Linked DNA regions of Mus musculus: all the other regions are linked to region 5. Evidence: chromatin contacts called from public HiChIP or PLAC-seq and promoter capture Hi-C data. All regions are on one chromosome and are shown on one strand. Each heading gives the region's core, a stretch centred on a gene start, on an enhancer-like site or on the middle of the called end of the contact. The rest is flanking DNA. Distances are from core to core; before and after follow the strand shown. Region 1 holds the start of Dock7 (dedicator of cytokinesis 7). Region 2 has its middle 34 kb from the start of Cyp2j5. Region 3 has its middle 55 kb from the start of Cyp2j5. Region 4 holds the start of Kank4 (KN motif and ankyrin repeat domains 4). Region 5 holds the start of Nfia (nuclear factor I/A). Region 6 holds the start of Usp1 (ubiquitin specific peptidase 1). Region 7 holds the start of Atg4c (autophagy related 4C, cysteine peptidase).

The links. Promoter capture Hi-C pulls out the DNA fragments that hold promoters and counts their contacts. HiChIP or PLAC-seq counts read pairs in DNA pulled down with a chosen protein or histone mark. Capture Hi-C pulls out chosen DNA fragments and counts their contacts.
Region 1: a promoter capture Hi-C map of cranial neural crest shows a contact between it and region 5. The contact joins the promoter of Dock7 here to the promoter of Nfia in region 5. A contact is called at or near these places in 3 of 39 promoter capture datasets (the C10 cell line and cranial neural crest).
Region 2: an H3K27ac HiChIP or PLAC-seq map of stem cell-derived neural progenitor cells shows a contact between it and region 5, with 26 times the contacts expected there. The contact joins the enhancer-like site here to the promoter of Nfia in region 5. A contact is called at or near these places in 5 of 39 promoter capture datasets (cranial neural crest, hippocampal neurons, maxillary cranial neural crest and 2 more), 5 of 484 Hi-C or Micro-C datasets (cerebellar granule neurons, cortical neurons, stem cell-derived neural progenitor cells and 2 more) and 10 of 115 datasets of contacts at active chromatin or transcription factors (craniofacial prominence, embryonic forebrain, embryonic limb bud and 5 more).
Region 3: an H3K4me3 HiChIP or PLAC-seq map of neural progenitor cells shows a contact between it and region 5, with 30 times the contacts expected there. The contact joins the enhancer-like site here to the promoter of Nfia in region 5. A contact is called at or near these places in 3 of 39 promoter capture datasets (hippocampal neurons, pre-B cells and second pharyngeal arch cranial neural crest), 3 of 484 Hi-C or Micro-C datasets (cerebellar granule neurons, stem cell-derived neural progenitor cells and stem cell-derived neural stem cells) and 10 of 115 datasets of contacts at active chromatin or transcription factors (craniofacial prominence, embryonic forebrain, embryonic hindbrain and 6 more).
Region 4: a promoter capture Hi-C map of embryonic stem cells shows a contact between it and region 5. The contact joins the promoter of Kank4 here to the promoter of Nfia in region 5. A contact is called at or near these places in 2 of 39 promoter capture datasets (cranial neural crest and embryonic stem cells) and 1 of 115 datasets of contacts at active chromatin or transcription factors (embryonic stem cells).
Region 6: a contact with region 5 is called in a promoter capture Hi-C map of pre-B cells. The contact joins the promoter of Usp1 here to the promoter of Nfia in region 5. A contact is called at or near these places in 10 of 39 promoter capture datasets (the 3T3-L1 cell line, the C10 cell line, cranial neural crest and 6 more), 4 of 484 Hi-C or Micro-C datasets (B cells, CD4 T cells, embryonic stem cells and 1 more), 5 of 115 datasets of contacts at active chromatin or transcription factors (astrocytes, embryonic forebrain, embryonic stem cells and 2 more) and 2 of 9 other capture datasets (adipose tissue and liver).
Region 7: a contact with region 5 is called in a promoter capture Hi-C map of adipose tissue, with 2.5 times the contacts expected there. The contact joins the promoter of Atg4c here to the promoter of Nfia in region 5. A contact is called at or near these places in 6 of 39 promoter capture datasets (the C10 cell line, embryonic stem cells, hippocampal neurons and 2 more), 1 of 115 datasets of contacts at active chromatin or transcription factors (embryonic stem cells) and 2 of 9 other capture datasets (adipose tissue and embryonic stem cells).

Annotation. Positions count from the first base shown.
Region 1 is chr4:99,119,141-99,122,472 of GRCm38.p6, reverse strand. Dock7 (dedicator of cytokinesis 7) reads left to right here and starts at 1,548. Exons shown (of 50, transcript NM_001369286.1): 1 at 1,548-1,748. The coding sequence starts at 1,711.
Region 2 is chr4:96,696,734-96,699,883 of GRCm38.p6, reverse strand. No RefSeq gene overlaps it. Among named protein-coding and RNA genes, the nearest start is that of Cyp2j5, 34 kb to the right of the region's middle. Within about 2 kb of position 1,828, at least 47 of the 459 cell types and tissues checked have an H3K27ac peak or open chromatin away from gene starts, as enhancers often do. A contact at or near this core is called in cortical neurons, embryonic forebrain, forebrain and 4 more, where this site is marked.
Region 3 is chr4:96,717,959-96,721,260 of GRCm38.p6, reverse strand. No RefSeq gene overlaps it. Among named protein-coding and RNA genes, the nearest start is that of Cyp2j5, 55 kb to the right of the region's middle. Within about 2 kb of position 1,495, at least 60 of the 459 cell types and tissues checked have an H3K27ac peak or open chromatin away from gene starts, as enhancers often do. A contact at or near this core is called in embryonic limb bud, forebrain, neural progenitor cells and 3 more, where this site is marked.
Region 4 is chr4:98,816,024-98,819,128 of GRCm38.p6, reverse strand. It overlaps Kank4 (KN motif and ankyrin repeat domains 4), which reads left to right and starts at 1,592. Exons shown (of 10, transcript NM_172872.3): 1 at 1,592-1,703. I0C0044D17Rik (RIKEN cDNA I0C0044D17 gene) reads left to right here. Exons shown (of 3, transcript NR_151512.1): 3 at 1-654.
Region 5 is chr4:97,775,543-97,779,111 of GRCm38.p6, reverse strand. It overlaps Nfia (nuclear factor I/A), which reads right to left and starts at 1,486. Exons shown (of 11, transcript NM_010905.3): 1 at 1,118-1,486. The coding sequence starts at 1,144. Gm38709 (a long non-coding RNA gene) reads left to right here and starts at 1,689. Exons shown (of 5, transcript XR_003955232.1): 1 at 1,689-2,083; 2 at 2,889-2,986; 3 at 3,299-3,569.
Region 6 is chr4:98,921,851-98,925,149 of GRCm38.p6, reverse strand. Usp1 (ubiquitin specific peptidase 1) reads right to left here and starts at 1,340. Exons shown (of 9, transcript NM_001301414.1): 1 at 907-1,340.
Region 7 is chr4:99,192,672-99,195,749 of GRCm38.p6, reverse strand. Atg4c (autophagy related 4C, cysteine peptidase) reads right to left here and starts at 1,816. Exons shown (of 11, transcript NM_175029.3): 1 at 1,298-1,816.

The DNA of each region.
Region 1 (3,332 bases), core at 299-2,798, 1.3 Mb before region 5:
AGAAGATGTTTGTCAAGCAGAGATAAAGGCCTACAACATCTGCCTGGGAGCATGAAAGCAGACAAGCCATCCAGAGACTCTGAAGCACCAAGGACAAAGTCAAGTATACCATGGATATTGATAACACCTGCGAGGAAACTGTAGCAGCTAGGTAGGTACCCACTGCAGCCCAGACCCCACACTTAGACCTTGAATTCAGTGCATCTTCACACTATGCTTGCAACTAAGTAACACTGTTCCGGTTGTTTAAGTAATTTGCTCAAGGTCACATGGGGAGGAGGCAGAAAGCAACTGGGTTTCTATCATGAACAATGGAAAGGTCTGGAACAGTGTTACAGCAAAGTTAGACTTGGAGCAGCTGTATCTTTCCCCATGGACTCAAATATTCTGAAAACAGAACCGCAGCTAGCTCACATTTGGGCTCTAGCATACCTGCATTTAAGTACATGTTAAATATATACCCACCTCGAATGGGCTATCCTCACCGTAAACCAGTGTTTTAAAGGCATCCAATCACCTGGTTCAAACCCAGGTTAGGGTACAGACGGGAAGTCCTGGACCCACTTAATGAGTGCTTTCTGTTCTGTATGACTGGGCAAGTGACCAGGCTTCAAGCTGAAGGTTTCGCTATGGTGAGAGACAATCTAACACGCTCCACAAGGATACAGAGGACATTTAGTAACTGCAAATAAGGTATATTAAATTCTTAAAACATTTAGGAGGGAAGGTGTCACAAGAAGCCAAAGGATTTTTCTTAGTTTCACAATTTCAGAACCCAATGCATTAGAACAAGACTGACACAGGTTCTATTTATAGAACATCAAAAGGATGGAAAACAGTTCATCTGATGGATATGCATGTACGCATACATATGAAATGAGAATGCCAGAGTAACTGTAAAGGACTCACAAGAGAATTCTTTACAGGGATAACTGTTCTTGGAGAAAAGGGCCTGGGCTCTGGGTCTCACGTTCACGGGAGGAGCTTGCCATGTGTGACCAAGGGCAAGTCACAGCTTCTCTGAGACAATTTTTTTCTCTCTAAAATGGAGCTAAATCTACTTCAAAGAGCTGTTGTGGAGATTAAGTAAGATCATGCGTGTAAGCTTGGCCATGCACCACAAATCAGCGATTATCACACCACCTTTGTGGGAGAGTTCTTTCTACAAAGAAGAGCCATTGTTTCTCCAGCTAGACCCCACTCACGAGGTCGGGGCGTGCAAGAAAGGTGCTTTAAACTGCCTGGAGTCAGGAGCTGCAGGAACCAAGCCGCAAGGCCCTTTCCATTTCCTAACCTTCCCTTTGGGGAAAGCACAGCCCCGCGCGCGTTCGGCGGCTACGGTCACGGCCCCGTCGTGGGTCTTCCCGGTCGTGGCGGCAGGGCAGCGAGGGCTCGCGGCCCGGTTCCACACCCGGCGTCGCATCAGCTCCCGCGGGCTCCGGCGGCCTTCCAGCCCGGCCTCCAGCCGGGATTGGCGCGCGAGGCGAAGGGGGGTGGCGGGGGCGGGGGCAGAGAGAGGTTCCTCGTGCGCGCCTCCTCGGCGCATTACGGTACCCTGGTTCCGCGCTCCAGCGGCCGGCCCAGCCTCGCGGTGGGGTCCGGAGAGCCGACGGGCGAGCGCGCGGGAGGGAGCGCGAACGGGAGCGCGAGGAGGAGGAGGCCGCCCAGCCCCGCGTCCAGCCCCGCGTCCAGCCCCGCGCCGCCGCAGCCATGGCGGAGCGCCGCGCCTTCGCTCAGAAGATCAGCAGGTACGCGGCGGGGAGCCCGGCCGGGCCCCCGGGGTGCGAGGGTGGGTGTGGCGCGGCCCACGGGCCTTGCCGCGCGGTCCCGGGCCTGCAGTCCGCGCCCCGCCAGGCCCGCAGGGCGTGCGGCAGCTCGGCGGTTCTTTGTGTCCGCAGTCGCGTCCTCCCCGGCGCTCCACGCCCACGCCCCGGCTCCGGGCGCCCCAACAAAAGGAACTGGCGTGGAGGCCACGGCGCTCACGCACCCGTCGCCACCGCTGACAGCACCCCGGACGCCCCGCCCGCCCCAGCGGCTCCGCACCCACGCCTGCACAGGCACACTGAGGCCGCAGTGCAAAGTTATGGGCTGCGGGACATGGGAGCACCCCACTTACCCGTGGGCTCGGTGGGCGTTCTTTCTCTGGCCCCAGAGGAAGATGGATGACCCGACCCGCACTGGGCTTTATGCGTGGGCCTAGGAGTAAACCACCCACCGAGGATAAGGTTCCCCAGCAGTTTACCTCCCTGTCCAGATAAAAAAATGGAAGGATGTTTGTAGAATTTAGCTATGGGATGTACTTATGGATAAGGAACTAGGCATTGTTTGTTTGTTGTCTCATTAAAGCCTTATTTCTGCGACTTAGGCTTAAAGAAAGGCAACATTCAGATGAAATTTTGTGATGGCTGTATATATTTCTGTGGTTCTGAATCTTTTTAGCTTGTTGATATTTGTAGAAGGTTTTTGGATATGTTGGAGAAAAGCTTTTATTAGTTTCCGGACCCCCACAATGTTAAGGCTTTTGGGACACTTTTTTTTTTTTCCCATTTAAAACTAACATCTCATTGCATCTCTGTCTTTGGCTAAGATCAGATGTAAATGAACCCTTTTTGAGTTTTAAAATATGTATTTCATATTCTTCTTAAATAAGTTCTTAGGAATATGGGTGCTACTGGTAGACTAAGATAAATTACAATACTGAGTGTTTTTAAAATCGGGACCTTCACCAGGTTGTTGAAATTCTCTTGCATGTTAGTTGTCTCATCTGAAAAATGGTAATAATGGTATCTAGCTTATTGGGTTGTCGTGAATTTTAAATGGTCATTTTTTTTATAAAGCACTTAATAGTGCATTGTCCATATTATCATTGAACATTTGTAATTGGGATTGGAAAGTATGAGTTTTTGTTTTGGGGTCTTAAGGCATGCCATTAAAGGACACATTTTGTACAATTCTTTTAAATAGATCTTAGAGTTTATATCTCATAAAGTAAGTACACCCTTGAGGGTAAGGTATGAAATATAGATAGTGCCTCTTCTCTGTGAATGGAGATATCAGATGGAACTAGTCTCAAGACAGAAAACAGACTCTGTTGTGGAAAGCAGCCTCAAACGTGAGTCAGGCTAGCCTTGGAAGTTACAAAATCAAGGCAGGGAAATGAAGCCTGTGCTGTTGCAGGAGACGTTTAGGTAGACATGGCAGTGATGAGTGATTGCGAGTGGAAGTTGAGGAAGAGTGGGGCCATGCGCCTTTCCTGCCACCCAGCTTTCCAGCTGTGCAGCCAGCTGAATGATAGAAGGACATCTACTCATATCTAGAGCTGTGCATAGGAG
Region 2 (3,150 bases), core at 579-3,078, 1.1 Mb after region 5:
AAGCCTTTTTCTGTTTTGGGCCTCACTCAATACCCAGCAGTTTTCCAAGCCATTTTGTCTTTAGGATAGAGAAACATACGCACATGAGGAACATACACCTTCTAAATCCAAAGAGGCCTTTGTGCTTCCTTTATGCTGACAGAAGAGGTTGAATGTATCTGTCAGCATAGAAGGGATATCTCTACACACCTCCGAGATGATCCCAAATGCTGGATATAGAACTGCAGAACTTAGTGTTTTCCCTGCTAGGTTTTGGTCTTGCTTTGGCTCTACCTTTCATTACTGTGTCCCATTCCTTCCTATGGAGTGGGAATCTATACTCTGCTAATGTATGTTGGAAGTATGCAATTCTTAAAAAATAAATGGCAGAGGAAGTCACAGTTGAGAGACTGCCTTGGGTTTTTGATGAAACTTTGGATGTTTGAACAGTGCTGGGATTTTCCTGGGACTATAGGGACCTTTGACATTGGACTGAAGAAGTTTCAGGGATGGACCTTCTACACTTGATCTTAGCCAAAAGGCCGAGAAGCGATAGGGATGGACCTTCTGATTTGAATGTGAAATGTCCTCTATAGGCTCATGTTTCATATATTTGACCCTCAGCTGATGATGCTGTTAAAGAAAAAGGACGAAGAGCATTGCCACAGAAAGTGAGCCATTGGACTGGGACTTAAGACTGGCCCCATTTTCCTGCTCACTCTATCCTAAGCCTGAGTGCAATGAGACTATAGCTATCCTGTTCCTGCCACCAAACCTACTACCATGCCTCTCTGTCATGATTGGCTATATTCTTCTTGGACTGCAAGCAAAAGTGAGCCCTTCCTCCTTGAAGTTGCTTCTGTCAGGGTATTTTGTCAGAGCAATGAGAAAGCAATTAGCACGAGGTGTTGGGGAAGCAGAAGCAAGAAGTGGGCACACATGTTTGGGAGGGTATGCCAAAGAAACTGCGTAATGATCAAGAAGCGTCTTCACTGGCAGATGAGATTGGAAAACCTAGAGGTGGATGAGAGAAGGACTGCAGATTTCTAGGAGAAGCTGGGGAATAGAAAATGGTTCTGTGCATACAGATAACTAGCCTGTGTACAGGGAGGGGGTGCGTCCATGGCCACCACTTGGTGTTGCTACCGGTTATACAGCGTTTCGCAAGAAACTCGATCCTGATGGTAATGAATGAAAGTTTAATTTGGTGTCATTTCCCCCTTTAAATTAAAGTCAAGTGTTTTATTTATTTATTTATTTATTTATTTATTTATTTATTTATTTATTTATTGCTCTTGTTGTTTTTACAGATATCATAGTTCCTGACCTCAAGAAACTACCATTCTACCCAGAGAGAAGTCAAGCAAGCTACAACACAGCAGTAAATTCCACGAAGAAAGCAAGCAGTTTCAGCGATTCAGATATAACCAAGACACACAGAGGATTGAGTTGAGAATTGGGGTCTGCATGGGTGTTGCTCAGCAGACAAAGGAACCTCGTCTTGAGCTGTAGGAACAGCTGTGCCAAGCCCAGACGGGAGACAGACCAGACACAGCTTGTTTGGGAGGCTGCAGGTGTTAAGTACTGCAGAAGACAAGCGAGCAGGTGGGAATTGATAACATGGAAAGCCAGGGGCCTACCAGAGGTCAGCTGATGATGAGACTGTGCAGTGTTAAAGCAAGGATGTGTGGTAGGGTGCCCTGGCCCTGAGCAGGCATGGGCTGGCTTCCCACTGCAGTCAGCAAATCAATTACGCCCTCCACCGACTTTCGCCTTGTGTATTTAGAATGCATGGTGCTCCCCTGCCAAACATCTGCTCTCGCTATTAAGCATGCCATGGTAACCATTGCACTCTGTGCGTCAGCGCCACCAGGATTGGTAATAATCACAAGTGTCAAAACCGAGAAAGAATGGGGAAGGAAAGCTGTGCAAAAATCCAGCGGCAAGATGATTGGACTGGAGCACCAGTCTGCAGCTCGCCAGCTGCGCCTTCTGCTGCCCTGCTGGGGGCAGGGGAGCTGATATGGCCCTGGCCTCCTTTTGCCCCTTCTGTTGATCTCTCTGCCTGTATTATTCATTCATCCACTGCTTTCCCCGACATTGGAAAATATGCCCAGCCTTGCCAGCGCAACATATGTGCCCCTGCGCCATTGTGTATGATGAATAAACCCGCCAAAAGCTCACCAGACCTAGGGGCCTCTGGGTGAAGACCTAGCATTGACACAGACAGGCAGTGGCGTGTCCTGGCTTGGGGCCACAGGAAGACACAAACCAGGCTTGGGCTTTCAGCCTGCCTACCTCAGAGTCTGGAGACTTTGGCAAATCTCTTAGGCTCTCTGAGCACTGCTTTAGCCCCCTTTGCAAAGCAGGAGTAGGAACACTTATCAATTACAGATTCTTGGGTGCATAGAGCCAGCCACCTTTAATGGGAGTCCACCATAGGTCTTCAGGGTCAGTTATACATTTTTATTTTTTAGTTGTGCTCTCGAAAATAGAGATAAGTAAAATTGCTTGGCACTATGCTGAACACTTTATTTAAATTATTGGGTCGCCATAGCCATCCTCAGGAGACACTGTTGAGACTGCTTCATGCAAAGACTGAGTTTAGGAGACAGTTAAAGGTTAGTTTACTGGCTTGTCGAGCCCTAAGGTGGTGTCATTAGCAGGCCATGGGTGAGCTGGAAACAGTCTTAGCCCAGCTTGCTGCTTCAGCTACGCTGCTGGCTCTCTTTCCTTGTTCTTCTCTATTGAGAAGAGAATACTGTTTATAGGCTCCAGTTCAGCCGCAGGAAACATAAAATGAAGCTAGTTCCTCTTCCAAACAAAAGCCCTTCGGAAAGGCAGCGCCATCTCCCACTTCCCCAAATCTGTCTTCACTCTGACCAACCAGTGCCAGATCCCTGGGTAGGTGTCCCCTCCTCCAATTATTTCCCACCGATCCACTCCCTCCAGCTTGGTGAATGCCTCTTTTAAAATGGGCTCAAACCCGTGCTGTGGGATTCCTAAGTGGGAGTTATGGTTTCCCTTTCAGCGAGTCAGCACATTTAGACTCTCATAGATAGACAGGCTGTCAGGGTTCCTGCCACCATCTGGAGCATGCCCCTTTGGAAGGCTTCAGAGCATCCCTGAGCAAGTTTCTTGCGAGGCTCGGTAACGTGGGTTCCAGCGCCC
Region 3 (3,302 bases), core at 246-2,745, 1.1 Mb after region 5:
GTGAGGAATTACAGAAAGAATTGTGGCAAATATGATCAAAATATGTTGTATAAAATTCTCAAAGAATTAATAAAATATACATTTTTTAAAAGAACAATAAAACAGTCTTTATTTATAACTATGATGGTATCATAGGGACTACTTTCAGGGATTTATGCCTTAGAGGAAAGGTCTTGGGCCCAAATTCCAAATGACAAGGGGAAATGGGAACTTATAACCAATGGTCAACAAAGCAGGGGGTGAATACATGGACAATCACAAAGAGGCCTCAGAGGCAGGGGTGAAGTTTCTGAATTAGGGTCATGCTTCATAAAGTCAGACTACATGGTCACAGCACGGTTAGAATTTAGGCAAGAAGGGAATCTTGGTTTGGAGGTTGTCTGTATGCTTATCTGTCTGCTTGTATATATATCATGAGAGTATACTCATTACTTTTATATGAGTAAAAATTAAGGAAATAAAATTTAAATCCATAGAGAAGATTATTTATTAAGGTAACAATGTGACAGTAGAGGTTATAGGAGGTCTGCTATGAAGCCAACAAATTGACATAAATAGTAATATGCTATGATGTCATTACACTTCAAAATGTCATTGTGGCATTTGTTGTTTTTTATTATTTTCAGATAGTGGCTTATTGAATACTCATTATGTGTCACTGTGGAATTCTAATAAAGATAGAGAAATAAAGACCAGTGTCTGTTGGTTGATAAGCTTCCTGCAGTAGGACCTTCCTAAGTGGGTGACAGTATGCAGTAAGCTTTTTAGAGATGATACAGTGGTGTGTGTGTGTGTGTGTAAGAGAGAGAGAGAGAGAGAGAGAGAGAGAGAGAGAGAGAGAGAGAGAGAGAGAGAGAGAGTAACTTTCCAAGGATCACAAACTTCATCTTTAAAGATGAAGAGAATAAAGGATAGAGGCATTTTCTCAGCTGGATCAGACTCTCTCATACCATATAGCCTTGAGCAACTCACTTTTTTAGTAGAGCAACACCATTCCATTCATATTAAATGAGATATTGCATCAATGGCTTAGCAGTGTATCTTGAATGCCACAGAGAAGTACCACAGAGGAAACAAGTATCCTCTATTTTTATACAATTCTTCCCTTCACAACAGGCCTAATTATTAGTTTTTTTCCAGATATTGAAACTAGCGTTTGGATCATTTTCAGAGTGCTTTCCTGGTCAGCAGAAACTGCCTTTTACATTATCCTCCCACCTGTAATTGCTTCTCTTACTTTACAAAATAGGTTGGCATTACTATGCCCATTCTACTGTTGAAAAAACTGAAGCTCAGGGTACTACTGAAATCACTTTGGTTCCAACAGGCCTAGTGAGAGTGACTAAGCCAGGAGTGAAAAACTGTTGTGTAAATTCCAAGTCCAGCAATGCTATGTAGGCCACACTGGCAGCAAACAACTAGTACAACACCCCTGTATGAATGGCCTCATTGTCCAGCAAGACTGGCAGCAAATCCAACATAGCCTCTTCTACTTTGTCATCAGCACCAATGCCCAGATCCTTGACCATGTGGGTCACTGGTGAACACCTACTGAATGGAGCCCACACATGAACATTAGCAAACCCCAGCTGCTTTCTCTCAGCTCCATACCCCTCTGAGCCAGTAACAAGGCATTCTCAGCCACCTGGAGGTGGTATGTTCACAGACACAAAAGCATAACTAAAGTGATAAAATAGTCCAAAGTTTGCTAAGTGTTTTCTAACTTGAAGAATTTCCCAAGATCATTAAGAGGAACAATAAAGATGGGGGTGATACTCTAATTGGGATCAGAAACTGGAGAGCTTTGGTGCCATCTAGGGAACTGTGAAGTTCTGGAAACAAGTGTGTGCTTTTCTTTTCTCCCTCTCCTCTCTGTCTTTATGAGCCTTTCAGCTACAGTTCCAATGCTCCTTAGCAACAAAGGCGAGCTTCCCAGAGCTGGGTGACTCAGGAATGCCAGCCCTTTCCCTCATTAGCATTGAGGGGCCTCATCTGCCTGCGCAGTTGGCCAGAAACCATGCAAAAGGCAAAGTGGTTTGGGGAGGGCCCAGCATTTACCACGGCTTGTTGGAAAGTGGGAAGCTGCCTCAAAAGTTTCCAAACAAAAGGCATCAATATTATTTGTGGAGCCATCAGGCTGCCTGGGACACAATATGGCTCTGGCTTGGCCACATGCTCCCGCCCCAGGTTCTGAGCAAAGACTCCAGGCCTTCCCACATCACATCTTGGCCTTGGATCTTTACACAGTGCATTGTTTCCCTCTCCCCCTTCTGTTTTGTTGCTCTTCAGACTCAGTTTTTCCAAAATGGACAATGGGTAGACTCCAACTGGTAGTGGGGTTGCCCAGAAGAGGGCAATTGACAAAGGGTAAGTGGTCAGATGGTAGGACAATCACTAGCAGATGGTGCTTCTGAGGATAGAGTCCAGGAAAATTCATAGGCAGATTGAGCTCTGACAAAGGCCAAGGGAGATTTATCTTGTAAAGAGCAATTGGCACTTGGTACCAATCCCTAAAGCCCACACACTACTATCCCACACAGTTTTCTGTTCTTGCAAAGGGAGATTTAGACTGAGAATCTGTCTCATCAGAATTCCAAAGTTCTGGTTAGTTAGCCAATCCCCAGAAGATTATAACTGAAGCTCATTTTCTGCTTTCAAGGAGCCAGCTCTAAGCAGAGATTCCTTGGGCTTCCTTGGGCTTGGACACCTTCTGAGATGTGACTCTTCACTATGTGTTCTCTCAGACAAGTCCAATTTGTTCTTCCAAAATCCATCTCTCTTTTCCCTGTGGACATTGAGAATGTAGATTGATGACTCTGCTCCCTGTGCCTGTCCTTTATTGGCAGAAAAGAAGAAGGGATAGGGGGAAGGAAAATGGGAATCTTGCTTCTCTCCTACAGTGTTGACTCAAGTTCAGGAGGGAGGGTCAAAATGCAAAGGGAGCTAGAGAAAGTCATATATAAATCAATGCATTAGGTTACCAGGGCTTCTATTATATCTTTTTTTAAAAAAATGAGAATTTCATATATGAATAATTTTTATATCCTTTCCATCACTCTCTCCTTCCCCTACAAATCTTCTCATGCCCCTCAATCCCTTTCTAATTATTGGCCTCTACTGCTATATAAGCATTCATATAAACTTACATACATATATACATACATACATACATACATACATTCATGCATACATGTGCATTCACACACCCCCACTACAAACTGATTCAATTTAGTATTGCTTCTATTACATGTGCTTAGGGCTGACAATTTGAGATTGGATAACTTGCCTGGTCTGGCCTCAGT
Region 4 (3,105 bases), core at 343-2,842, 1.0 Mb before region 5:
TCTCTGTGTAGCCCTGGCTGTCCTGGAACTCACTCTGTACACCAGGCTGGCCTTGAACTCAGAAATTCACCTACCTCTGTTTCTCAAGTGCTGGGATTAAAGACATGTGCCACCACTGCCTGGCTAGGGCTTAGCATTTTAAAGTAAGATTCATTCCTTTTCATTTTATATGTCTGAATATTTTACCTGCATTGTATGTTTATGTATGTGCTCCAGGAACATACATGCCTAATGCACCAGGAGGCCAGAAGAGTACGAGTATGGTACGCTGAAACTAAAGTGACCAGTTGTGAGCCATCATTCCAACGCTGGGAATCAAACCTGGGTCCTCTGCAAGAGCGGCATTTTAAAAATGAGGTGTCGGAAAAAATAGAGACCTCACTTAAATGTCTGGGTTTCTGGCTTCTCTGGGAAAATGAGCCGCTCCTGTCATATTCCTTCCTTTCACCGGATGAGGATAACCCAGCAGGCCTTAGTAGGCAGAGTCTGAGGCTGCTCTCCCTTGGGCCACAGACCCTCCCCCAACTCCTATTTGGGCTCCAGCACTGAGGCCATCATTCCCATTTGTTACTGCTATCATGAAAGCTTCGTGGAAATGAAGTCATCCTAATAACTATGTTTCTGTCGAAACGGAAATTAAATGTCTCTTGATTCAAATTATCTGTCCCATCTGGGTCACGATGTCAAAAATAAAACTCCTTGGGCTGCTTTCTGGGCATGGATTCTAGGAAGGTGGGCCAGGGGAGGTCACAGCTGGACTCTGGATACCTGCCAGCTGCCATCTCCTTCCCTCCCCCTTCTGTTGGTCCTCTCTGTGAGGGGTTAGGAGAAACCACTCCACTTCTCTTTCCAGGTGTTGGCCCAAGTGGTCCTTAGCTATCTGTCCATTCAAGCTTAGTAACTTTTAATTGGTACAAAGCTGCTGTGGAGATGGGTGTATGAAGAGAAGACGGATTTTTATGTGGAGCTGAAACATGGATTTGGAAGGAAATTGGAAGGGAAATGGCTTAGGAGACATCTAAGTCCTGTTGTGAACGACTCTCACACCCCCACACTGGGGCTAGGACCCCACTGCTCACAGGATCTCAGTTGTCAGGCCTTGGTTCGTGTTCTGATTTGGGCAGTTATTACCCTTACCCTGTCTGATACTGTTTCTCCACCATGGTGGGGACGGAAACGTCTAGACTCCAGAGTCTAGACAAACTTAGAAAAACGCACGGGGGAGCCCTGGGGAAATCTGGAAAGCGCCTTACACAGGCTGAGACTTTTCTGGTTTCTTTTCCAAAAGTTTTTCTTCTTAACTCTGTCCAAGGCTAAGACCCTCCCCTCGGTGTCGCAATTCTGCCCCTTCCTATACACCAAAGCCCGCGCCGCGTCAGGAAGGCGGGGACTCGGGTGGCGGCGGCGAGGATCCGGCTCCTGCGCTCCCAGTCCCGCAGCTGGCGCGGTAGGTGTGCCCACAGCTAGTGCGTCCCGGCTCCAGGCCCAGCCCGGCGACCTGAGGGCGCCCGGAGGGTGTGCGCGCCCGGGACAGCAGGGTGCGGCGGCGCGCGGTGCGTGCCGGACGCGGACGGTGCAGAGGAAGGAGGATCGTGCCACTGAAGACCGTGCAGCTGCAGCTGCGTGCACCCCGAAGCCGGGTGGGAGCTCGCGTTGCTCCTGCACAGCGGTCGCTTCCTGCCAGAACCCCGCGGTTCCCCAAGGTAAGTGGTCTGGCGTCCTCTCGCCCCGGACACACGCCCCGCGCGACCCAGGCTGCGCCCGCTGCGCTCCGCGACCCCTGCTAGCGCCGCGTCCCTGCAGAGGCTGCGGCAGCCTGAGCCGGGAGTCCGGAGGGTCGGGGAAGGAGGGTACCCGCTCTTGCTTTCCAGCTCTGGGTACTAGGGAGACCGTAGAAGGGGGATCTCGTCGTCCTTGAGACTCAGGTGGTGCAGACCCTCGCAGCTGTCCTCAGACGGACGCTGCGGTCCTGGATGCAGCTTACGGGACTGGGGGCGCCTCCCGGCTGGCTTACAGGACTACCTTAAATATCGCCGAGTCTCTTTCATTTTGCAAAACATCGCGCCTGTTCCCCAGCCCGCACCTCCCTCCTCCTAGGTGAAGTTTCTAGAGCTATGATGGGATGCGACCTTGGGCAGAGGGAGGAGGGCTGCCCTGCATCTGTGTGCTAGGCGCTGGCTGAGGATACTTTGCCAAGCCCATGTGCCTCTTGGTTAGCTCTCCTCCCCTCCCCATCTTCTTTAAGGTCAAATCTTTGACCCCAGAACTTTGTCGCTGCAGACTGACCAGTTACAGACAGGAGCTGAAAAGTCCATGCATTCTACGCTTGGCTGGAACCTACTCTCATCGTGCTACCCTGGGCTGCAGAAAACCAGACTACTACTTCCCAAGCATCCTGGGATACAGACTTGTAAGACCAGGGTGGGCATTTTCCAGGAGAAAGAGGCTATTCCATTTCAAGGATGTCCTCTGAGGCTTGTGCAAAGTCTTATGCAAACAGGACCAGGGGAGAATCACCTGCAGCCAGTGATGGGGTTACAGCCAAGAGAGAAGGCATCTCTAGTTTAAAGTGCAATCCCGGAGGACCTACCTGAGTAAACCAAATTGGGCTCCTTAGCTTCTCAAGACAGGGCACAGAAAAGCATGTTGCTTCCCAAGGAAGCAGAAGTGGGGTCCACTTTGGCATTGCCCTTAAAGTCCAGCCTCCTACCTCAAGGAGGCGTGATGTGTCTCAGGGACAGTGTGTTGTAGGAATGATGTAAAAGCCAGAGAAAAAGCACACACAAAAAAAGTTCAGAACCAGATATCAGGCAAGGTTTTCAGATACAAAGGTAAACAGAACCGTGCACTGGCTTCAGGAAGCTTGCTGTCCAATGACCAAGACGGAGTGAATCACATCACTCTGGTGTAGAATTCTGCTGCGTTCTCTGATTCTAAACTTGGGTTCCCTGAGAACTGGGGATGGGCTGAGCGTCAGAATGAAGGCTGAAAGCTAACTGGTTAGATGGTGGATTGACTTTCAGATGGAAGCAGCCTATGAGAGGACCCTGCCCAGCAGCAAGTCCTGTGCAGGAACTGAAAGCCTTTGTTTGCAGAGGAGAACCA
Region 5 (3,569 bases), core at 237-2,736:
GAAACCTTGTGCTGGAAGCATATAACTTCATGTAGGTGATTACTGGCCAGGGTGCAATGTTTTAAAGCCATATAAAGACTCGTACTTAAAGAGAAAAATTAGCGCAAATCACTCTGACTTTATGCCTTTTAGTCAGAGAAAATAAATAATATATTCAAACGGGACCAGATCCGGAGCCGCAAAATAGCAGTGTTTCCTTGCTGCTGGTGCAGACTCGACCGGGAGGGATGGGCTGGGAGGCTCGGGCAGGAGGGGCAGGCGGAGGGGCACCAGGCCCCACGCCGCGAGTGGGGCTGCAGGGAAAGTTGCCGGGTCCTGCTGGCTGAGCCGCCCGGGGCTTGCCTAGGCGGCGGCGGCGGCGGGGCAGCCGACTCGGGCCCTGGCCGCCGCTCGCCCTCGAGCCGGAGTCCCACTCCGCCCGCAGCGGCCCAGCCCGGCCCGACCCGCGGCCTTGGCGGCTCTGTGGCCTCCGCGGCGTGGGCTCGCCAGACCCCGAAACTTTCGCCTGGGGGTCGCGGGCAGGAGGCAAGGACAGCAAGGTCCCGGGCCGGCGCGGGGAGTGCGTCTCCGCAGCCCACGGACTAAGGCTAGCACTGCCCGCCCGCCGCGTCCGAGGGGCGCTGCCCGGGCCGGCCCGCAAAGCTGGCACAAAACAAAAGTAAGAGTTCGGGGCGTCGGCGGGGGGCGCGGCGGCGCGGGAGGACCCCGGCAGCCAGGGCGCCCCGGGTGCAGCCGGCGTGCGGGGCTTGCGGGGCTCAGCCGCCCCTCCCTGGAGCGGAGGAATCGCGGGCACCGCGCTCCGCGCCGCAGCCGCCAGAGTCCAGATTGCAGCGTGTCAGGGGCTGCAGCCGCGGACACACGTGCGGGGCGCCCGCAAGCCCCGGCGGAGCTCCGCAGTCCGGCGCCCCGATATTAATTAACGCATTAATAAGAGGGCGCCATTAGCCATGTGCCCACACAAATGGCCGAGCAGGAGGAATGCACCCGCATGGAAACAAAGTTACTTTCTTAAAGCTGCAGCCCCCCCCCCCGCACACGCGCGCGCACACACAGAAACACGCGCAGACACGGCTCCCGCCGAGGCACACGGCCGCCCCGCGCCCCCGCAGCTGCTTACCTGGGTGAGACAGAGCGGAGAATACATAACTGCCGGGCGGCGGGGGGTGCGTGCACGTCTGTGTGCGGGCTGGAGGTGTGCGTGAGTGTGGGTGCGAGAGGGAGAGAGAGGAGGAGAGAGCTAGGAGGGGGGGAGGAATAAAAAATCAAGCCTGCTTCTTGCGTTCACATTTCCAACTCGGCTCAACTGCAGCAGCCAGCGCTCTTGCCGCTCCACGCGCTGAACTTTAACCCCGCCTAGAGTTTCCCTACACTCCACTATACTGTCTACTGTACGCGGGCGTTAAAGGCATAGCGCACCCTTTCCCGCTCCCGCGCCGGCCGGCCGGGTGCCCGCGAGCTGCCCGCGCGCCCGCCTGCGCCGCGTTCTGCACCGCACCGCACGGCCGCCGCCCGCTCGCGCCGCCGCCGCGGGGGTGTGGGGGTGGGGTGGGGTGGGGGTGGGGGGGCGGGGTGGGGGGGAGCCGGGTGGGGGAGGGGCGGCTGCGGCGCTGACACCGGTCCCCAGCCTGCAGGGCCGCCCGCCCGCCCGCCGCTCGCTCCGCGCTCGCTGCCTCCCGCGGCCCCCCGCCCCCCGCCCCGCTCGGCGCGGTCCCCGGGAACGCGGCGCGGAGCGGTTTTTTCAGCGTGTCCTCCGGGCGGCTATAGGCTGCCACAGGATGTGCTTAAGCAAACAAAACTACTTTTCCTCCTCCCCATCCCCCCACCCGCGCCGCAGCCCTCCGCGGACGTCGGGAGAGGATTGGGGCAACTTTGTCGGGGCGCCCCGCACCCCCGTGGGCCGCGGGTTGGGCTCCCTAGGAACCCCAGAGAAGGGCGCGCGTTACATTTGCATGTATGCAAATTTCTTGTAAAAAATCAGACCTTCTAGGTAACTTTTCCTCCCTTCCTCTGAAATGCGGTAAAGCTCAAAAGCATTGTAATCTCTCCTGCGAAGCTTTCTATGGGAATAGTATCGTCGGGAGAGGTAATATGCACAAAAGCCTGCTAACTTTTCAGCTACGACTCTATAGCAGTCAGAATCTGGGGGTGGGGGGGATAGGAAGATCACCCCAAAGATTCCCCAGATTGCGGGGGAGGAGGTGTCTGGAGAAAGCAAGGAGGAGAGTCATGAGCGAACGCTCTTCTCTCCCAGAACCCAGGAGCTGGTGGGTTTAAACACAAACGCCCAAAAAAGTTCTGTCACGTCAGAAACAACAGTGGTTTAGCTGGGACATTTTTCTGTATACTGAGAAGGAAAACTGTGAAAGGGTTGCCCCCTTAGGAAAGAGATATGTTTGTATCCCCAAATGGGAGCCCAGGACTAACATCTGAGTCCCTGTTCCCCAGACACACTCTTCAAGGGTGCGTCTTTGTGGATCCCAACTTTTCCCTTCCCCAGGTAATAGTTCTCAAGATGGAAAAGAGCTTCCTGCAATTATTTTAGGTTTGCTAAAGTATTGTTTTGGCAGAAGGGGGGGGGGTGGTTTTAGGGTTTGGCACATTGCCAACAAGCCTGCTCTTCCAGCTTTCTTTTTCTTCTGTCCTTCCCTCCTTCCTTCCCTCTTTCTTTTCTTTCTTTCTTTCTCTCTTTCTTTCTCTCTTTCTTTCTTTCTTTCTTTCTTTCTTCCTTAAAAAAAAAAAAACTCAACACTTTCTCTCTAGACTCTCTTTTCTTCTAGAGGGGGAAAAAGTATACCTGTCTCCTCCAAACTCTCATTTTCTCCTCCTCCTCTCCCTCCTGAAGTTTTGCAGCCTTCTGTATTTACCTACCCTTCTTTAAAACTCCCCAGATTCCGACGCTGGCACACAGACTGGGAATCCGCTCCCTGGTGGAGATGACAGGACTAGAGTCTGCAGGCATGCCCACCCGACAGAAGAAAGTGAGGGGGTATGATCACTTTCATTCAGATTTTTTTTTCTAGGTGGGTAAGCCTGCTACTAGAAAAGGCCAAATATAATGTTCTGCTGAGACAGCCGGCAGTCTAAAGTTTGTTTGTTCTCTAGTCCGTTTAGGGCTAATGCTCAAGAATCCATTCTTCTCCCCCTGATTCCCACCCCCTGCTCTTGAATATTCTTGGAATCCATATTATTCCGATTACATATTAAGGATTGAAGGAAAGTAATAGCTTCAACCTTTAGTTAGAACGTCCATTTTCCCAAACTAAGCAACTGCTTTTCCTTGGTTCCTTGTGGCTTTCAGGAAGGAAGAAATGCCCTCCAAGCTAAGAGGAGTTAGAGAAACATTCCTGGCCACGAAACCCTTTGCTGGGATCTATAACTTCAAGACTCTCCAAGTTTCCTCGACAGAAGTTTCTGGCTGAGGGAACCAACATGTAACTGAGGCACAGTGACAAGTTATTGTCCCGTGTGTGTGTGTGTGTGTGTGTGTGTGTGTGTGTGTGTGTGTGCGCGCGCGCGCGCGCGCGCTCTGGGGAAGCTCTCTTCCAAAGTGGATTTTTTTTTTTTTTGGT
Region 6 (3,299 bases), core at 91-2,590, 1.1 Mb before region 5:
ACAAATTGATTCAAACTCTACCCCTAAACATTTCACCCCAGTTCACTGTACACTGCAGGGAAACCATTTCTGGGAACCAACTCAGGAAAAACTGGACAACTGGCAAAATTTCCCATCTTATCTGCAACTTAAATTTTTGTCTCTTGGCCCCTTAAATGTTCTTGATGAAATGACCTGTTAGGAATGATAAACCAGCCTTCGCAAAACTGTCAGACTTCCCCCAAGCACTAATGACTCCGGAAAGGTGTCTTCCTGGGAGCCAGTGAGAGAAAAGTCATCAGCCAGCTCAAACAGCGGCCGTCATCTCGGCCAGCCACCCAATCTGGGACCCTCTAAACAGCCAGCCAGCACTGATGGTCACCAAGAGCGCGACACTTTCCCGGGTGCCCAATCTTATGTTCTCCACGTCCCTTCTCAGAGCTTTCAGTCAAAAAAGCCTCTCCAGAACTATAACCCAAGCTTCGCACAATGAACTTAGCCCTAAGTCTTCTTGACCAAATGACACCGTGAATCCTCAGTCCCACTACTTTTCAAATCTGTGTACAATGATAGGATTCAACTCTTCTTTCAAGAAAAACGTGAAACAATAAAAACAAACTCTTGGGCGCAGGGTTAAGACACGTGGCGCCGTACACACTTCTGGAGAAACTGTAAGTCAAGAAAATGCGCGGTAAAATTTCGCAAGCCCCGACCCAGGACACTGCGATCACAAACATCTCTTCTCCCGGCCAGCCTCTCCCATTACGAAAGGCGTGGGCAGAGGGGCACTTGGGTCCTGGGTGTGCCACCCCGGGGGTCGCCGCGCCCGCCGGCAGTCCCTCGCAGCGCAGCCCGAGCCTAAGGGGCCCTCCCCACCGTCAGCACCTGCCGCGCAGCCCCGGGCCCTGAACCCCGGGCGCTCCTTACCCGGTCATGGCCCTTCGCGAGTCCGCGGCGCCGCCGCCGGGGAGACCAGCCGGGCAGAGTGCGGGCGCGACAGGTGAGCCCGGCCGCCGTCCCGGGAGAGGGATCGCTGGTGGGCGCCTCCCGCGGGGGAGTGACCATTCGTCCGCGGAGCGGGAGCCGGGCCGCCGCTCGGTCCTGCCCGCCGCGGCACCACTACATCCCCGGCGCAGCCCGGCCGGGAAGGCTACGGGCGCACAGCGGTGGCGGCGCTCCCGAGCCGCAGGGTCCCCGCACGGCCGCCGAGGGGGAACTTGGCGCGTTTTCCTCAGTCTCAGGACCCCCGCGAGTGAACCCCCGCCCGCGCCAGCGTCGCGGCTGGAGGTGGCGTCCACGGAAAGTGCCGGTTCTCCTCTCCACGTTGCAGAGGCGCGAAAGGCGCGAGCCGCCGCGCGACCGCCCCTCGCCCCCGGCACGCTCGGCTCCGGAACCAGCTGGAACGGTAGTTCCTCCCGGGGCCTAACGGGTTCTGCAGTTTAAACAGCGCAGGCAGCGGCACGGGCAGCTCGCGCGGGTCCTCGCAGAGGCGCGCGCTGCGCAGGAGGCCGGGCTGGCGCGCAGGAGGCTCACTCGCTCGCTCACGCCCTCTTTTTTTTTTTTTTTTTTTTTTTTTTTAATTCTTTTTAAACATTAGCACTCGCGAGTTGAAGGGGAGGGAGCTTACGGGTCGGGAGATGGGACAGGGAGTGACTGGGACAAGCCCCTTCCTCAGGTGCTCAAATGCGCCAATCCAGGCTGAACAATTTCCAAAACCTCATTCCTCCGCCCCACCAGGAAGAGCCAATCAAAAAGTACCTATACGAATAAAACAATTAGCCGGCAGAGAAGACAGTCTGACCAATAAAAAAAGTACAAGGAACGAGGCCCAGCCAATCCCGGGAGAGCATACGGCGCCCTGGAGCGGCTCTTTGCAAGCTCATTGGCGCTCCAGTGCGCGCTTTCTCTGCCGAGGTTAGGGTTCCGCTTTCCGTTTTGTTAGCATGGGGAGGTGGCGAGCCCGGAGGGTGTGGCTTCTGGGCCGAGGCCCCGGTGCAGGCCCGCCTCTTTCTTTCTTTTTTTTTTTTTTTCTTCCCCCTCCTGGCGTGCCCTCTCCGGAAGGGTTACCAAAGACGCTCGGAAAATGGCTGATGCGCTTTGCTAGCTGCTCGGCGCCCGCTGGGCGTCCAGTTTACCGAGGAAGCCGCGGTCCACCCTATCTCAAGTTGTGCGTTAAGAATGAGCACTGCCTTAGCTAGACAGTGCACAGCCGAACGCCTTGGAGCCTCGGGTCCTTCTCCCCTCTCGCAGGCTGCACAAGGGTTTTAGTTCTCAGGCTGGTCTCGCGGCTGGAGCTTCAACGGGTTCTGGCGCGAGCCGGTACCGAATGACCCACAGGCAGCCGCACAGCCTCACCCGGTTTGGGCTTGGTTCTGTATGCTCTGTCTTTTGTGAGATGATCTCACAGTGCGGTACTACAGCTGATGAGAACTCAGTACAAATCCGTTCAAGTGGGGTTTTTTTGTTGTTTTTTAAATGTCCACTGTGTGCGTTGCCCTGTTTAATGCCCATCGTGAGTTGGTCTGTTGAATGGCCACGGTGTGTGTTGCTCGGTTTAGTACCCACTGTGTGCGTTGCCCTGTTTAGTGCCCTCCGTGTGTGTTGCCCTGTTTAATGCCCTGTTGAACTATTTTCAGCATGGTAGGGATAACAAGCGAAGGGAATGTACTCCATGATCTACAGTCTACTGAAGACCGAAATTAAACTGGTGATTTGAAATAGTGTAAATGGTAGATTTTTTTTAAAAAGGTAACCGTTTGGTCGTTTCGATGGGATAATGAAGACTGACGTTTCAGCAGACAGTTCCAGGAAGTGTACTTTGAATGGCATGGAGGGGAGGTCCATTTGTGGGAGAAGATGAGCTGCACATCACACGTGTCCATAGCACCGGGAGCTTTAGAAGCTTGGTGTTGGAAATGAGGACAGGATGCTTGGATAATAGGGAGTCTAAGTACGACGGTAGGAACTGTAGTGAAATGGGCGTATGTGGGAACAAGCAGGATGCACAACTTTCCAGGGTCAGCTGGCAGCCTGAGGAGTTCCTGTCAACTTTTAGGGACCTTCGCCCGGTCCAAACTGGGATTCGTGGCTTAATTCCAGAAACTCATTTTCAGACTTGCCAGTTTGTGAAGCAGATTTGGAGTTTAAAGATACTTTACTGTAGGGGCAGGGAAAGATAAACTACGAAAACATGGCTGTAGTGGAAGGATCCCAGAGAGACCAGTCCAAGAATGGGCACAAACTCAAGGGACAATCGAAACTTAAAAATAATAATAATTATAATAATAAAAGTCATTTATAGGATTTCAAAGTTTCTATTT
Region 7 (3,078 bases), core at 567-3,066, 1.4 Mb before region 5:
CAACACAATAATTAAAAAGGCAGCTGGGAAAGTCACTTAAATTACAGGGTTCCCAGAAAATAAGACACCAAATATCTCTGTGTATAACATTAGCAAATAGCAATACAAAAGCATTAACCAATTCTATCAGACTACTAAGAACAAAGCTTCAAAAAAAGAGTTTCACAAAACATTTTTCAATATATTTGTATCCAGGCTAAAGAGTTAGCTCAGCAGTCACCAGCACTGGCTACTCTTGTGGATGACCTTGGTTCGATTCCCAGCACCCAAGGTAATCATCAGCAATTCCAGTCCCTAGAGATCACATACCCTCTTCTGACTTCAGGGGGCAGCAGGCATACCCATGATGAACAGACATATGTGTAGAAAAACACCCACATAACAAAATATTCTTTTTAAAATATATGTGCATCCCCTTTTATAGAAAAAGCATCAATTAAGGGGGCCTCTAAACTCATTTTACTAATGTAGACAATCCCTCACATTGCCCAGTTTTTAACTTCAGTTCTCAAATTCTTATGGCAGGTGAACCAGTTAATTAGCTTCAGACACTAGACTAATTAGAACTCTTCCCTAGTTGGAAAAATAAAAGCTTTATCATTTGAAACTCCGAAAATACATTTCAAAACCTTTCCAATCCCTCTGGGCACTTCCAAAGACTCATAATCTAATTAAAAGCCACAAGCAGCAGGCAGGAAAGATCACTCCTTTGTGTCTATCTGCTATCAACTGACACAAAATCAATTCCAAACTCCCAAGGGAATGTAAGGTCAGAAAAGGTAAACAAACAGAAGGAAATCTTCACCTAAGTAATTCAAAGATTAAAAAGCTATAAAATAATACAGTCTTAGCCCCGAGGTCGCAATGAACCTCGTGTGGAAAAGTAATCAATAAAGATAACAAAAATATACGACAAAAACCCTAAGAAAATAAACTCAAGCAGAGTTATGCTGAGCTGACCCAGTGATGTCGGGTCATCGCACGGAAGATTGTAGTCTGAGTTTCCAACTTCAATAACCCTCAGATGTGGGTGGGCATGTGAGAATGAGCAAAAGCCGGTCTATGAAGTCAGCGTTATTAGCACAGCCAGGGTATATAATGCTACAGATTGCGGTTTCAAACAACGAAAGGGGCAACGGGGCTACAGACGGACAGATTGAGATCTAACATTTCCCACACATACACTCTTTTTGTTTTAAATGAAGAGAAACAAGGAAGAGTCAATGGGATACGGCGGCTAGGGAGAAAACCTTTCCTGGTCAAGAAGGGTAGAACAGCCGGCCACTGGAAGGCTTACAGTTCAAAGGGCGAGGAGGAGTCGTCAGAAGATAACCCTCAGGAGGAAGCAGAATCGAGAGAGGCTCCAAAACCCTCCAGGAACCCAGACGGTTGGCCACGGGTCTGCACCAAGGGCAGGGCCGCCCCCAGAACCGGCCATTCGTAGACTACAAACACCAAGCTCCAACCTTCTCCACTCCGCCAGCCTCGAGCCGACCCCTCGGCGACACGGGACTGGATAACTGTACAGCCGCGCAGGAGTCCCCACACCAGACGCGCGTCGGCTCCAGCAGCCGCTCCGAACAGCGCGTACGCACCGCAGGACGTGCGGCCCGCGGCCCCGCGCGGCCACCGTAGCACAGCACACCGAAGCCTCCGCAGGCCGCGGTCCTGCAGGAAGCCCTGTCGGAGACCCTAAGCTCCCGGGCTGCAAGCTCAGAGCCTAGAGCAGTTCATTTGTGAGGGGCAGGCCCAAGTTAGATTTACAGCTGTCCCTCGTAACTGTAACTACTGGACTTCAGCTACTACCCGCCACGCACGGTGAGCGTCTGCGGTTTCGGGACTACAAGATCCAGCATGCACAGAGCTCTGGGTCCTTAAAACCAAGCCCACTTGGATTAAAAGACTAACAGTCTGTCTACTCCAAGGCAAGCTGTGGTATGGGGTATTGATTACATCCTGGTGGAGCATTCAGTTTTCACATTCAGATTCATGTTAAGAATTACAGTACAGGACCTGCCTTTAAAAAAAAAATCGGGAGAGATATACTAAATGATGTCAACATGTAATTCTACTAATATATTGTTTTCAGTAACGCAGACTGTTGGAGCAATACATAAGAAATAAGAGCAGAAACTACAAGGGGGAAAAAAATCAACAATCTCTGCTACCAGACAGTTAAACAGTTAAACATCGAGAGAATGAACGCCTTCTGGAATACAAAATATGTTCTTTGAATTTTAACTGTTTCACGATTAGAATTGAGTGGCGTTTTATTTGAAGATAGGGACTTGCAATACAGCCAGACTGACCCAGAACTCATTATCTTCTCTCAATCCCCTAGTGTTGGAATAAGAGATCTGTGCTAGGACGCTGGGAAAGTTATTTCATGTTAGTCTCATGAAAACAGTTGCCTAGAATTAATTACTAGAGCAATTTATTCACCAGTCACATGGGCCGGACAGGGGTATAACAAGACAACAAGAGGGTCATTTATTAGCATAGATAACAAGGTATCTGCTCCTTTGTCTGCTTGGATAGTTTGTTTCATATTTTGAAATGCAGAACACTTTCTGATGACTTGGAGAGGAGATAGCACAGATCTCACAAGCTGTCCTTCTCATAACTTCTATAAGGACTTGTATGAGGGTTCTCTAAGAAGCAGAACTGATAAGAGGAGTGTATATTAGACTTGCTTACAGGATGTGGTCCAGGTAGTTCAACAATGGCTGTCTCACACTGAAAAGGCCAAGACTCTGGTAATTGGTCCATGAGGCTACAGGTCTCAGAAATCCCATTCTGGCACTTGGATCCTGGAAGATTCCTGGAGCACTGTCTTCATTTCAATTCCAAAGAAATTGGATTTAGTACTGGCAGCAACTGGACAAATAAACTTGCCAGCAAAGGTGGGGCAAATGGATGTAGAACAGTTTCCTTCCTTTTTTTTATTTGGACTGCTACCAAAAAAATGTGGTCTAAATTTAGAGTGGGTCTTTCTTCTTCAAATAATCTGATTAAGAAAACTCCTCACTACAGTACCCAGCAGCTTTGGTCTGAATTAATTCTAGATGTAGTCAAACT